Linked DNA regions of Gossypium hirsutum: region 2 is linked to region 1. A link is a contact called in public Hi-C data. All regions are on one chromosome and are shown on one strand. The core of a region is the stretch at or near the end of the contact, and the rest is flanking DNA. Distances in the headings are between cores, read along the strand shown. Region 1 has its middle 17 kb from the start of LOC121221542. Region 2 holds the start of LOC107892181 (cytochrome c1-2, heme protein, mitochondrial).

Evidence for each region. Hi-C and Micro-C count contacts between places; a contact is called where the count stands out from the background.
Region 2: a contact with region 1 is called in a Hi-C map of leaf, with 2.0 times the contacts expected there. The contact joins the promoter of LOC107892181 here to the enhancer-like site in region 1. A contact is called at or near these places in 2 of 34 Hi-C or Micro-C datasets (both in leaf).

What each region holds. Positions count from the first base shown.
Region 1 is chrD09:11,596,743-11,599,442 of Gossypium_hirsutum_v2.1, forward strand. No RefSeq gene overlaps it. Among protein-coding and RNA genes, the nearest start is that of LOC121221542, 17 kb to the right of the region's middle. Within about 2 kb of position 1,304, at least 3 of the 9 cell types and tissues checked have an H3K27ac peak or open chromatin away from gene starts, as enhancers often do. A contact at or near this core is called in leaf, where this site is marked.
Region 2 is chrD09:11,816,966-11,819,665 of Gossypium_hirsutum_v2.1, forward strand. It overlaps LOC107892181 (cytochrome c1-2, heme protein, mitochondrial), which reads right to left and starts at 1,385. Exons shown (of 8, transcript XM_016817191.2): 1 at 1,216-1,385; 2 at 734-817; 3 at 1-197. The coding sequence starts at 1,332. It also overlaps the pseudogene LOC107893006.

The DNA.
Region 1 (2,700 bases), core at 54-2,553:
TATTTTTTTATTTTTAATAATTATTCGAACTTTTTAGATTTTTTTAAAATTTTTAAGAATTTTTGAAAAATTATAAAAGAATTTTGTTATAAATTTCAAAAAATTCAAAATATTGAAAAATATGAAATTATAAAATTTATATTCAATATAAATTATAGCTTAAATAACTAGTTTTTTTAATAATTACATAAGTTTATTTTATAAAATCATATTTTTTTCTTTAAACAATTTATTGGAGGTTTTTTTTTTAGATAATTCGATTTTTTAAAAAATTATTTTTATTATGCTTTAACATTTATGATGTGATTTCGATGTGAAATTTTATACACGTGATACACTTGTATTAGCTGTGTCTTGTGTTATCAATTTTAGCCACAGAAACGATTCAAAGTTAACGAATTGACTAAAATTTGCACACACACACAGATATATATATATAATTTATTACTTTTTGAGGGGTCTATAAGCACAGATATATTACTAGATTTTGCAAGAAAGAAAAATTTTATTAAAAAAATTTTATTAAATTTTTTATTAAAAACGAATATTGATAGATCAGTAATAAATTTATATTTTAATATTATTGTATATGTGTTTGATTTTATATTTAATTAATTATAATTATAATATTAAAAATTAAAATACACTCAAATCTAAATTAGAATGAATTTAGATTAAGCTAACTTATGATGAGATTTAAATCCGAGATTTAAATTCATAATAATTTAGGAAAAAAACTCATGCCAATACTAGAATAAATTTACTAAAATTAAAGAAACTAATTACAAATTTTGGCCTTTCAAACTGATTTTTTTAAAACAGTAAAATGTTTTTGGGGAAAAGTAATATTTATTTAATTTTTAGATTTTTAAATAAGATAAATTTTAGTAGATTGACAATGAAATATTTAATTGCATAGGCAAAATTAAATATATAAATAGACTTATAAATTGTGGACATTCACTGCAACAAATAATAATATATTTTGCAAATAAAAATATTCCATTAACCAAAATAAATTTTCCTAAAACGACATAATAATTTCTAAACCAGCCATTTTGGGCAAAACAAACAAACCAAATTAACTATTTCTTTTAAAAAAATAGTGGAATAAACTTTTGATGATGCCACGTTTGACCAGCAAAAAATGACAAGAAAGAGTGAACTGGACCTTTGCAAATTCTAAACCTTTCATTGGACGACACCGCTGCTAAATTACCGGACAGAACAGGATAGATCCTTTCGAACACAAATATCACATCACAAATCTATCCCAAAGATTCGCCCCTTCTATCTCACCTTCCACGCGTCCTCTCTCATACGATCATCTGTTCCCAACAGTTCTCAGATGCCCCTTTCTCCCACCCCGCGCGTGCCAACACACTCTTTTTCCCTTCTCTTTTGTATAAGCAATCATTATCATTTGTTCAATATCTATTATTTCTAAATTGACCCCCAAATATCCATTATTTTACAATTTGGTGTCACAGTAAAGTAACACCAATTGGGTGAAAACTGACCATTTCTTTTTATAAAAATGAATAAATAGTATCTTTTGGAAAATTCACCGTTTCTTTTTTCTTTTCATATTTATTGAAAGTAGGGGTAAATTGAATATGCATTATCAATTGGATTATAATTTTTAAATTAAAACTTTAAATATTAAAATATCACATATTCAAATTTAATGAAAATCGATTAATATTGTTATAAGTTAGATTTTGTTTTTAGAATTAGAAAATTGGAATGCTAAAAAAAATCCAAAAAAAAGGTACATGGATTAGGGCATATTTAAACGAAGAAAGAGAAAAAAAAAACAAAGACAGAAAGGGAAATAAAAGAAAAAAAGAATAAACCAATGAAAAGTATTTGTGTTAAATTTCGTATCTTTTATGCAGTAATATTTGTTTGCTGATATATATTTTAGACTTGTTTATGGGTTAGATTATATGTATAAGTTTAAGGCTGTTGGATATATAAGAGAATTTAAACAAAAGTACCAAGTTCGAAAAATAGGCTTGCGTATAAAAAATTAGACCTATTTAAAATATAGGTTAGGTTTAGGCTTCAATATTCAAGGCCTAAACTTGACTTGACCCTGCCCATTTTATACTTGTGTAATATATATTTTTTATTTTATTTTTATATATTATATAATTTATATCCCATAAAATTAAATATATAACACTATGAAAATATTAAAAAATATTTTTTTCCAAAAAGATAAAAATATGTTAAGATTCTAAATTTGAAATTTTAATAAAATAAAAATATCTAAATTATTAATTATTAAATTAAAAATAAAATGAGTAGACCTAAAATGAATTTGGTTAGCCATTTATAAAAATGGATTAGCTTGGACAAAATCTTAGACTCATGTTTCGGACTATGTCAAGTTTGGTCAAATATAAAGTGTATTAATTCATATATATAAGTTGTAACACCCCCTCATCCGTCTCCACATCCGATGTAGATGAGAGATGCCATCAGAGTACAAACAAAGTGAATCTTAAAAACAACATACATAAAGTTTAAAACTTTAAAACAATTCAGTAAACTCTTACAAATGGGATAAAATCAATTTAGAGGTCTTAAATCATCTTAAAATAATTTAGAAACAAATCATGAGCAACCAGAGGTGTTTGACACCAAAACCAAGCTTTGAAATGCTCAACAACAATGCAAGGGCGTTGCCTAGGT
Region 2 (2,700 bases), core at 135-2,634, 220 kb after region 1:
TATGAACTGAGGATGCCTGCGTGAGGCCAAGGATAATTTGCAACTCCTAAACCGTGTTCTGCCTCATCAGCAGATGCTACTGTTGCAAAACCTAGTAAACCTGAAACACCAGCTCCAAGGAGTGCAACAGTCCTCATACCAGCAGAACCCGCATCGTCATTAACTTTCCTTGATGAAAACCATGATAAAGCTTGAACCTGAGCAATAATACAGAACAAGTATTGGTAACTGGGAGAAAACCATTCCAGGTTAAATCCTATAGAAACTTTTCATTATTATTCAGAGATGAAAACTTTTTTTGCTCTGACTCTTCATTGTTCATGAAGTACACATGTCCAAGACTCGTATCCGACACTTGAGTATGAAGATAAACATCCAAGGATACTCCAAATACATGGAAAAACTTTAAAAAATCTGATCATACCCATCTCAATGCACACTTGCATATCAGACATTAGCACCCAAGTAAGAGTAATATAGGATGAAAACATACCGCAATTGGACAAAGCTTGCCTTAAAAGTTAGAATTCATCTTGAGGAAAGTAGAAAACTAGGATCAATGAATGAAAACTTGCTACAATTCAACAAATACTAGAATCCATGTAGCAAAATATTTCTAGATTATGTAAGAAAATCCAGTAAGAACCATGTAGATTGCATGGTCTTCATGACCTCATTCCATAGGTAAGTATAAGTTTAACATCAATGAAGGAAAACTAGGAAAGAATCTTACAGCAGACTGTGATTGAAATTTCCTCCTTAAAACCTGGTGGATTAATCCTCCAGCCATTTCAGTTAATTTCCCTGAAAAGTTCAGCTGAAACTTAATAAGCAAATGTATATTTACAATTAAAATGTTAAAAAAAAAGGACAAAATGAGATTAAAAAGAGAATTCATATAAAGGTTCCTTTTTTTCAGTCAAATAATCATTAAATTCTACAAAAAGGAAAAGCTTTAACAGTGTTGAAACAAGTGGGTAATCATAAAATCAAAGGATAAACATACAATACACAAAGAACAGTAAACCCAATCAAAGGAATAGCATAAGGAAGCCAAAAAAAGGTTAAAGTTTAAAATGAAAAAAGGAGGAACTTGAAAACCCTAACATAGAGGATCTGGGGGCAGATCCAACAACTATGGAGGAAAAAATAATAAAAATAATAAACCCAAAGATTAAAAGAAGATGTGAAGAGAGCATAAGACAGAGAACTAACTTGAAAAAGAGAGTGAAGGTTGATCACAGAGAGGTGGCGGTGGTGGTGGTCAAAGGAACCGGCGGCTGCCTCACAGATCCAAAGGAACAAAACGGAAAGTATAAGAGAAAACAGCATAAATTATAGTAGGAAAAAAAAACAGTGATTGAGATTTAGTCGAGTCGCGTGTCCACCAACAGACAGTAAGGTTTTGGGCTTTTAGGATGGCCTTGAAAACTGCCAGGTCTTGTGTTTGGTCTTTTCAGTGACATGAGACCCAAGTAGTGGACAGCAATAAAACCAGCCCATAAAGGAGACTCCACAAATAAATAAAAAGAAAACAGACAGGCCCCTTTTTTCCTTGCAGAGACAGCCCATTGCATCCACCGACCGACCATGAAAACAACTGCCGAGGATTGCCCTTGAATTTTCAACCTCGGAAGACACATAAAATTAAAGGATTAATTCCACAGTACATCCTCAAGTTATGATTCATGTTTTAAACAAGTTCTAAATTTTAAAATGCTCGAATTGAGTTTTTAAAATATTAGTATCATATCAATTAGGTTCTTTCGTTAATCTAATTATTAATTTGGATGCTAAATAAGCATGAGTCTAATAAAAAATATAGTTTTTATGTAATATTTAGTGTTATTTGAACCGAATTGATTGATATACTAGTCTGAATATAGAAGTTGAATCGACCTCTAAATGAACTGCTCAAAACTAATAAAAAATTGGAAGTCAGAACAAAAAGTCAAAAATTTGAATCAGTTGAACGGATTTTATATATATTTTTTATGTTTTATGAATATTTTTATTATTTATTTTTATATGATTGATCAAATCGAATGTTGAACATAGTTTAAACCGTTCAACCACTATCCTGATTTTTAAAACACTCGTGGCATACGATTCCCAAGTTATCCAAATGCTAAAAGGACCTAACCGATACTTTGAGTATTATAGTTTAGGACTAATGTAAATTTTGAAGCATAATTTAGGATATGAGATGTAATTTACCCAAGAATTAGTGAACTTCAAAAGGCAATGAAAAACCATTGGCGCCCAACATTTTGAGCAGAGTTCAAAGTTACTGCTGTCTCAAGCTGTCTTTCTTTTTTCTCCTCCAACCCCTGTATTCCCTTTACGTTCTAATAAATAAATGGAGATGAGCAATACTCTTATGAACCTGCAAAAAGAAAAATGGGCAAAAATCTACCTCACCACCATCAACATCAAAGCAAGAGCAACAACAGTTACACAAAATTTATATTTGTTCTATTCTTTTGTCTTTTGGGATTGGCTTGCATTGTAGATCTCTTGTGGGCATCTTCTTCTTCTTTTAGCTCTTCATATCTTAGGTTTGCATCCAATTGGGTGTCTCAAAAACCTCGTATCTTTGTTTCTCAACAACAACAACACAACGTTGACGACAAGGTTTTGTCTTTTTTTTGTCTTTCCCTCTCTTTAAAAATTTGTTCTTTTGGTGATAGATTTTTTTTT